Regions from separate parts of the Zea mays genome. Here region 2 is linked to region 1. The links are chromatin contacts, called in public Hi-C maps. All regions are on one chromosome and are shown on one strand. Each heading gives the region's core, a stretch centred on a gene start, on an enhancer-like site or on the middle of the called end of the contact. The rest is flanking DNA. Distances are from core to core; before and after follow the strand shown. Region 1 holds the start of LOC100280182 (Putative DUF1296 domain containing family protein). Region 2 holds the start of LOC109941429 (RNA cytidine acetyltransferase 1).

Region 1 (5,020 bases), core at 1,107-3,606:
TGACATATCAGCCAGTCCATCGCATGGTAAGAACTGAAGCCTATTATTCAGTGCAAAATTGCACAATCAATAACCTTAAACTCAAATTGCGATAAAAAGGAAAAACTCAGGAAAGAAAAGCTAACACTAAACCTATAATCAATGCAAGTGTGCATAATCAATGACCCTATACTCACATTGCAGTAAAAAAGAAACTCTCAAACAAAAATCGAAGAATAAAAAGCAAATAATGAACCTATAGAAAACCTGGGGACATAAGGAATTCATGCATCTACTAACCTCCTTTTTCTTATCCCGCTTTCTTCTCACCTCATGAAAAGTATCTGGATAGACAAGAATAAAAAATAAAGTTAGATTAATCATAAGCAATCCCCGCCAGAGAAAATCATAAGCAAACATTTAAGATCTCCAATGATCTAGAGATGCTATCCTATGCTTCATTTATTAGGAATACATAAGCCATAAAAGTAGTGATTTATTTCCAGCAGAGAAAATATCAGATGGGTAAGCAAGGGTTAGATGGTGCTTTAGAATAGGACCAAACACAAAAAAAATGAATGAGAAGGACTAATGGAAGGCTTTCATAACTTTGAAACAACCTTTGGTAACTGGCACCCAAGCAACCCTACACTGAAATTACTGAAAGTTCTACTTTCCAACAAATATTCGCTACATGGTACACATCAATTTACAAGAAAATAGATAATGGCGAAAGGGCCTTTGGCGTAACGGTTAAGGCTTTCGAGTAGCACCTCTAGGTCCCGGATTCGATCCCCCTCGGTGGCAAATTTCAGGCTTGGTTAAAAAAAATCTCCTCGTTGTGCCCCGCCCGCTCTCGGGGAACGGAATCTTGCACGCCACCCTTTGGCTGGGCCGTTGCAGCGTGGGCAGTTGATCGGCCCGTTGGTGATGGGGGGCCAGGGTTCGAGGGTTTTCTCGGCCGGGGCCATGTTTCGGTCTCTTCTTAATATAATACCGGAAGGGCGGTCTTTCTCTCCCGGACGAGTTTTTTAAGAAAATAGATAATGTGTCTATGCCAAGTTATAAACAGAGCAAACCCAGTAACAAGAAAATGGTAAGCAATACATGAGTGAGCTTAAACACGTCCTAAACTCCTAATGCTGAAGACAAAGGCATGTTTATGCTAGGCGCAACAGTTTCAGTCTATATGATATTCAATCCAACATATGGACCAGGTATCATGATCCTGCAACACAGCTGAATTACAATGGAATAGTAATCAGGACTTATGTAGGGAAATGACCCCCCCCCCCCCCCCCCCTCTTCATCTCTATTATTACACCATATGGGTGGCACAATCTGTTGCAAAAAACACATCCGTAAATGCACAAAAAAAGTTGCTCGTTGAGAAAAAAGTGTTCTCTCATCTCTATCTCTTCTCTACTATATTTAAGTGTGAATTTTTCACGCATCGTCCCCCATGGAAGAGGTTTGAACCCTGCACTTCTTGATGCAAGGCAAGAAACTTTAACCACTTCAGCTCACAACTGTTTTGTGCTATACAAATGAGAGATATAGTAAACATATAGGTATACTAATAAATTGAAAATAAAAAACATAATCAGGTTTGAATAAATATCTCATTTGAACAAAGTCTACCGTAGCAATATACGGGCAACTAACTAGTCTGAATTAAAAAGTTTAAAACTACCCACCATGCTTCACAGCCACGTTGAACCTAAAACTGGCAAGCAAATACAAGTCACAACGTACAGCATCCGCAGAACCAGACCGGATTGGCAAGCAATTCAACAGCAACCGTCCAAAATGGGGGTTACGACTTATACGACACAGACCGCGCATATCAGCGCGGCGCCAAATCACCGTGCTAAGGTGGGGAAAATCAAACCCTAACGGGCATCGCACGACAACGTCCACACTAAACAGTTGGAGCCCGCGAGGACAGAGCTAGAGCGAGGAGAGAGAGACAGGCAGCGTGTATATACCCTTACCCTGGGAGATGAGCCTCTCTACGGCTATGTCGGGGTCCATGCCGCAGTCGCAGAGGGTGGCGTAGATCTCGCCCTCCGAGCGGTCGGCCAGGATCCCCTTGAGGCTCTGCACCATCTTCCTGGAAGCAGCCGGGACCGCCGCCGCATCCGCATCCGCCCCGTCCGACGCCGCATAGGAAGGCTGCCTCCCGCCGCCGCCCCTCATGGCGCTCCCGCTCCCGCCGCAGCAGCCACCACAGGCGCCTCAGCCGGCTCCTCCTCCTCCTCCTCGAACCGGGGCGGCGACGAGCTGCGGTCGCGTCGCCGCTGCGCGCGGTGTGCGGAGCAGCAAAACCCTCGTCGCCGCCGCCTCGCTCCCCACACCCCACGCACCGCGTATTGCCTCTCAGCGGCTCAGCCACGCACGCACCGAGAGCGAGAGGGCCGGCCTCGTGTACGAGGCACGAGCTCAGCTAATAATAAACGGCCGGGAACGGGAGATGCGGTTTCCTGTCCTGCGCTGCAAAAAGAAAGAGAGTTGAAGAGCACCCTGCTCTTCCGTCTGTCATATGGGTTGCGTTGCGCGAGCTGGCGGCTTGGTGCATCCGGGCAGTTGTCTAGCTAACATGTGGTTTATATTAAAAAGATGTTTGGTTACTTTATACAAATACTTGCTTCCTGAGCTTGTGTGTTTGGTTTGGCTTTTTAACTTTGGTTTTTGCCCTCTAAAAACCAAAAGTCAAACCAAAGGGTCGGATTCAGAATGCAGCTTAATCTAAAAGCTGACTTTCTCGCAATTCAAAACTTAAAGCACCACTAGATCTACTTTTAGTGGCTTTCCGATGTAACTGTAAAAACATATATCGAAGAACTTTTAACGGCTTTTAGTGGTTTTCACCAAACGGTTTTTAGCTTTCTAACAGCTCACACCCGCAACAGCCTTTTTCACAGCTCACAGCCCACAACAGCTTTTTTCAAAGCCACAGCTCAACCAAACAGACCCTTAGTTGTTGCTCCTGCTCTGAGCGCGCTCGCAGTAGCCTAGCCCCGAGAAAATGGACGTGGGTTTCGTTTATCTGGAGTCAGGTCATAGTCATATGTTATACAGTAGATCAGTATAGGACACCAAAAGTATGGATTTGCATATGCTTAGCCTGGATAATTGGTTCTGTATCCAACCAATCAGTCCCTTAATATACATACTACCACAATATTTGTGCATTACGACGGTGCATGATTATATGAATTGTCGAAGTTATGAACCTGTAAATCAAATACTAAGGGTTTGTTTGTGGAATTATATTTTGACTTGATTAAATAATCTAAAAATTTGAACTAAGTGTTATTTAGAAATGTTAGAGTATATGATCCAGTCAGATTATAATCTCAAACAAACACTCCCTAAGCAAACTAGTTAGTTCAAAAGATTGTGATGGTCATCAAGCACCAAAATTAATATAGAAAATGGTTAAACTCTGTTTCCCTTTCAATTTTGCATGTGATGACACATTTATGCTTTAAAATAGTCGCTATATCTGTCTTAATCTATATATGGTTGAATAGTTTGAGATAAAATTTATATTAATTTTTACTTCGATCTACTTCGCAAGAATTAACATAAATACATATGCATCAAAACGAGTTCTTAACTAAGAGCTAGTTTTGCACTGTTATAGTGTTATGTATTTTTCTACCACCAAAAGGGAGATCAGGTGGATTGTTGTTAGGATGTAGGGATGCCTCGTTAGAGCTATCTGTAATTGTAGAAGGGATTATGGACTAGCTCAAGATGATCACAAAGATGCATTCTTGACTGAACTAGTGAGAGCATGCAAGCAGAACTCTCTATCAACTTTGATAGGTGAGGACTTTAATATTCTTAGAACCAGCTGTAACATCCAAAATCTTATTTTGGATTTATTAAAAAGATTTTTCTAAGTTCTAAATAAATGTCGTAAATAAGGATTTTATTAGCTTAGAAATTATTTTTTGAAAATTAAGTAAATGTCATATTATAATTTGAATTGTCAAAGTTAGATTTAGGTCTCAAAACTAGAAGTTAAAATTTAAAATCTTTTAATAAACATAAAGATTTTTAATTGTTGATATGAGTGAATTATTTTCTTCTTCTCTCTCATGAATTAAGCATCAATATTGTTCAAAATAATAAAATATTGTTGCATCATACTGGGAATATTTTGTTTGTTGCATCTAAATTAGAGCTTGAATTTCAAAACCTAGACTTAAATTGAAAATGAAAGCTAAAATAGAAAGAGAATTAAAAGAAAAGAAAAAGGGGTGAAAGACTAATGTGGGCCCGCCGAGCCCAACAGTGTTCACGCTGACTAGTGGACCACCTATCTCCCTCGCGTTCGCGAGCCTGGGCACCGTCACTAGCATGTGGGCCCCTGAAAGGGAAATGTGCCCTTGGGCCATTTCTAAGTATTTTGGTGATTTAGTGTCCAACACAAGTGCTTAAGTGATAAACTATGTCAAATGATGGATAAGGTGCAAATCAATACAAAGGTATGATTCTAGACCTAGTATATTGGTTTTTGTGTACTAACATGTTTGTCTAAGTGTTAGAATCAGAGAAAATGCAATTGAAAAAGAGTGGCTCGAAGCAGCCAAGAGTCTGCTCAGTCTGGGTGCACCGGACTGTCCGGTGCGCCAGGCTGGCATCCGTCAACTAGCTGCTCTCGGGACTTCGTCGGCGGCGTACGGCTAAAATTCACCGGACTGTCCGGTGAGCCAACAGTCGGCCGGGCCAACGGTCGGCCGCGGAATTCGCGCGCGACGCGTGGAAAGTGCCAACGGTCGGATGGGGCACCGGACTGTCCGGTGTGCACCGGACAGTGTCCGGTGCGCCAACGGCTCCAAGACTGCAACGGTCGGCTTCGCCAAATAAGGAAAGAGATCCGCACCGGACAGTGTCCGGTGGTGCACCGGACTGTCCGGTGCGCCAGGCGACAGACGGCAAGAATTGCCTTCTTGAAATGCTCTCAACGGCTCCTAGCTGCCTTGGGGCTATAAAAGGGACCCCTAGGCGCATGGAGGAGAAAAGCAAA
Region 2 (5,020 bases), core at 1,839-4,338, 340 kb before region 1:
GGTGCCCTGCCACTATTTTTTTAGGGGAGACACAGCAAGGGGGTCTCTTTTTTGGCAAGCCAGGATTTGATCCCTGGCTGTCTGTTACCACTACTCGGCAACCAACCACCATGCTACTAATAATTTCGTGTAAGTCAACCTATTATTTCACCATTTACATTATTCGCTGATAGGATATGTATTTCTAGATTCATAACAAATTAGTGATCAATTGTTCAAGTTAGCACTATAAGTGTAGACTCCACATTCATATGAGTTACAAAAATGGTATGACAATACGAGCATTTTTATGTTATTGACTGCCAAATGACTAAAGCAGATAGCATAGTAAACCATAATCTCAACCAGGCAGCAGGTGAACATAAAATATATCTTTGAGTAATTAAAATCGAATCCATTTGATTTCTATTCTACACCCAACCATCTCAGTAGGTTCACACCTAACCATACAATCAACCACAGGTTTATCTTGAACAGCCTTTTGCCTTCTGCCTCTCTAAGAAACAAGTACACAACTACTATGGTCCATAATGATTGTCATCACACTAGTTAAATTGTGCATTACTCTGCTTAAACAGCATTTAAACAAGTCATTATTTTACAACATCTTGAGAAGTAATTACTGTTTTACCTCCCTGAGGAAACTTAAGCCCAATCAATAAAATCTAAGCCCTCTAAAATGAAAACCAACCCCTAAGTTCCACAGGGAAAGCTAAGACTCTTTAGAACACATAAGCTGAAGTCAGTCTCCAACTTATCTGCAAAGTGAGCTTCAGAATGAAGCATCATCCTGGGTGCTTTGGATAGGACTATCAAACACTAATTGTAGGTTTGGCAAGCAATCAAGTTATTACCTGGATTGTCTGACGATGTTGCTTATAGACATTTATTTGAATTGTTGCTTTCTTCAGTTCTGGGTCGGCACTCTTCATCACATCATAGTGCAAATGCTCCTGAAAGAGGAAATATAAGCATAAAAATCCTATGTAAAGAACACAGCTACACTTCAACAACAAAACAAAATAGCAGAAAAGCACCTTGTACTCCAATGCATTTATTCCCTTGCACACAAAGTCAAACAAAGTTTTTAAGTTCTCTGGACTTGGAGCGGTGACAAATATATTTGAATACCTAAGAAGTCAAACAATTTGCACTAAGAAGAATAGCACATTCGACTAAATATTGACTTCCATTGGGTTGAGCTTTACCCAGCTGCTACAGCTCCAGCAATGGCAAGACCAAGAGCTGCTGATTTACCACGTCCACGAGCAGCAAGCAAAGCAACTGTACTCCTCAGGGACTTATCCAAAATAGAGTCTAGAAAATTGATGACAGCTTTACCCTGCAAGTGACTTTAAGTTTCAACATATGGCACAAGAATCTTTTTTGTGAAAATATTGATAGAATTAGCATTGAACTGCACCTGATCCATTGTGCAGCACTTTCCAATCAACGGGCCAACGGGAAAGTCTTCGCGAAATTGATCCTTGAGTTCTTTCAACTCCCTCTCCCGTTCCGACAAACCTTCAGAATCCTAGGCACATGATTAAAAAATGCACATTGCAGAGGAATCAAATGATATGAATTACAGAAACAAAATATCCAAGAGATTCACCAGAACTTGGAAAACTCAGCAGTCATTCATCATAGGATAGAAGAGAAGAAGTCTTATTGGGAAAAAAGGAATGCTTAACATACCAATAAAGGAAATGGAATTAAGCACCCATACCTCATTGTTTGTAACTGGTTGTATGAATTTCATGTGAGAGGATATCGGCAAAATGTTAAGTTCATCATCCATCACAACACATGCTTTGCATGATGCTATAGACAGCAAGAACCTCTCATTGAACCTTGCAGCCGCTTGAGTATGAGACTCCGTTCGAAACCTTTCATGGACATCCTGTTGGAACAGAAAGAACCAAACTCAAAATCTAATTCAGCGCGGATGGGGAATGGCGCATGGGGCAGGTGGTATAGAGATTCTTCATTCTTAATAGACAACACGAAACCAAAAAAACTATCAAAACTCCTTACTTAATTGACTGTGTATGGGTGAAAGATAAGTAAAATGCAGGGGAGAAATGAAACTCACCATGACCATTGTATAGAGACTGGTTAGTGAGGACAGCGAGCGGAGCAGCAAGATTATCAAACCGCCACCCTCAACTGTCTCAATGGTCCGTGCAAGAAGGTTAGGCGTCAGTGCCTCAAAGTCCTGTAGCAACAACAAAGAAAATTCAGCAACAAGAAAGCCGAGGATGGCAGCCTCAGCCAAATGGAATAGAAGAGAAGTTTCAGGAAGAACCTGCAGTATGCACATGCCGAACGTGTTGCCAAGGACCCGCTCAGAGTCCCTGTAGAGGCAGTATGTAATGTCCGAGGTCTCCATGAAGAGGGAGAACGGGTCGGCCTTCTCAGGGTCCAGGAGACCCCGCTGCATGAGCTTCTTGATCTGCTTGCCGCGCTTCTTCTTGTGACTACGGTACAGGATGAAACAATGACAAATAGGGAAGTAAATATACAGCACTGCACAATGCAAGCCGCGTCATCTCTGCATTCACTAACCGAGCACCAAGTAAAGTAAAGCAAGCGTGCGGTGGCGGAGGAAAACGCGGCCAGCCGCAAGGGCACCATCATCACCTGCTGATCTCGAGCTTGTCGCGGTAGCACCAGAGGACGGAGGGGCGCGACTTGACGCGGGACTTGGTGAGCATGTAGTTGAGATTGACGATCTGATCGCGCGACTTGTCGCCGACGATGACGAACATGGAGCGCTGCCGCTGCCGCACGCCGTTCTCGATCATCGTGCGGATGCGCTCGTCCACCTTCTTCCTCATCCTGCCGCCGCTCCTAACTGCTGGCACCGGCGGCGACTGTTTTCGGGGGAGCGGTAGTGGGTTTAGCTAGGGTTTAGCCGCCTCGCAAGTGCCGGCGTGAATCGGTGAAGTCGCGGGCGGGAGGACGGAGAAGGGGACTGCGGGTGATGAGTGATGGGAGCGTGGACGGCGGGATGGGGAGCGCGGGGCTGCTTCAACGATTGAGATTGCCTCTTACTAATTTCTTAGTGAGCGCGGCAATGGGCTGTGTAGACTATAGATTGGGCTGGGCTCTTTTAAGACCAGAGCAACCATTTCCCTTCTTTCTTTTCGACGGCCTAAGAGCAACTCCAGTAGTTCTCTAAATAAACTTTCTAAATTTAACAACTTGCCATCTAACCTTATTTTCTCTCTACATTTGGCAACCATTTAACAACTCCCTAAACAAAAATGTTGATTGCATTATATAGTTTTGTGACTTATTTTTTATGTGGATAAATACAAAACAAAATTACAACCTATATTTAGAGAACTATTGAAGAACTCACATTTTTTACTCTAAAAGTCATTTAGCAACTTCTTAAATCTGTGATTTAGAGAGCTAAAATTTACATAACTATTGGAGTTGCTCTAAGGCTACGAGAGCAGGCTACAACTGTTGCCAAAAGCGTAGTCTGCCCCCAATTTTTTAAATTTTTGGTCTTTCTCTACTATAGGTGTGTTTATTTCTACTCATCAATTATATAATCTGGATTGTGTTGGTCATTTGTTTTCAACTGCTGAATAAAATAAAAAAATAAGAAAACATAATATTAAATGATAAGTGCCTTTGTCCTTTTATCAAAGGATGAAGGTGATGGTGGACATTTGTTTTTAAATCTTTTGGGATATAGAAAGGAACATGTTAGCATAAGTTAGTGTGTTTCCTTCATCTAACCGCTCCTCGAAGGTCATATGAGTAAAAGAGTTTACAAACAAAGAGTGAACATAAGCATATTTATAAACGTAAGGAGCAGATAATAAAGAATAAGTCATTTAACTTGTTTACATAATTGAAAGGGAAATAGCCTAAATATTTCCTATAATCGATTTTCGTGTTTGACGTCCATCACAAACCATATAGACTAACTAGTTTGCCTAGTTGCTATTTCTCTCAGGTGCCTAAAGTTTACATAAACAAACAAAGAAAGTGATCTGGGCAACTCTACAAAGTTTGGAGCAATAACAAGAGTTGGTGCAACCAGTGGCGCACCGGAGTCCGGTGCCTAGGCCGAAACACCTCGCGAACTGCCACCCTCGGGTTTTCTCAGAGTCAATCCGCTATAATTCACCGGACTATCCGGTGAGCCAACGGAGCAAAGGTCAACTTCGTCAACGGTCGACTGCAGTACAGTCTGACCGTCAGAAGTTAGAGTCAGTCTGCAAAGTCAGAACGCACCGGACTGTCCGGTGTGCCACCGGACTGTTCGATGCCGCAAGAGGACACAAGACTTCAACGATCAACAGCTCTAAACTCCAATGGTCGACTGACGTGGCACTCACCATACAGTGAACAGTAGAGTGTCCGGTGTGCCTAGGGCTAGGCAAAAAACCCGTAACCCGAACCCGAAATACCCGAAACCCGAATTTTGTTCGGGAATTTCGGGTAGCAACTTGCAAAACCCGAATTTATTTCAGGTAATTCGGGGTATCACAATCGGGTACCCGAAATACCCGAACTTTCATGTGTCATGTACTCATGTCATGCTTAATTATTAATTTGTACATCTATAATTATGTGTAAGTGTGAATAACTTGTGATTGTAGATTGCTTGTGTTTTATATGTACATGTATATCATTATTCAAACTATATTTTTATACTAATTTAATAGGGTGTATGTGTTTTTACGAAGCCGACACAATAGTTCGGGTAGTTTGGGAATACCCGAACACGAACTCGAAATTCCGGGTACCTGAATTTTCGGGTATTGCAAAACCCGTTGTAATTTCGGGTATCAATTCTCAAAACCCGAAATTTTAAAAACCCGAATTACCCGACTCGAAATTTTCGAGTAACCCGAACGCCCACCCCTAGGTGTGCCCATCGACGGTAAAGTAAGCCAACGGCTAGGAAGTGGTTGGAGGCTATAAATACCCCCAACTACCTCCATTCAAGCCATCCAAGCTTCCCAACCTTCACATTCAATACTACAGCAAATAA

What was found. Hi-C and Micro-C count contacts between places; a contact is called where the count stands out from the background.
Region 2: a Hi-C map of leaf shows a contact between it and region 1, with 5 times the contacts expected there. The contact joins the promoter of LOC109941429 here to the promoter of LOC100280182 in region 1. A contact is called at or near these places in 2 of 25 Hi-C or Micro-C datasets (endosperm and leaf).

What each region holds. Positions count from the first base shown.
Region 1 is chr8:75,925,298-75,930,317 of Zm-B73-REFERENCE-NAM-5.0, reverse strand. LOC100280182 (Putative DUF1296 domain containing family protein) reads right to left here and starts at 2,356. Exons shown (of 10, transcript NM_001153114.1): 1 at 1,974-2,356; 2 at 280-323. The coding sequence starts at 2,178.
Region 2 is chr8:76,262,599-76,267,618 of Zm-B73-REFERENCE-NAM-5.0, reverse strand. It overlaps LOC109941429 (RNA cytidine acetyltransferase 1), which reads right to left and starts at 3,088. Exons shown (of 25, transcript XM_020542378.2): 1 at 2,644-3,088; 2 at 2,309-2,480; 3 at 2,096-2,218; 4 at 1,730-1,903; 5 at 1,424-1,534; 6 at 1,209-1,342; 7 at 1,038-1,131; 8 at 855-953. The coding sequence starts at 2,840.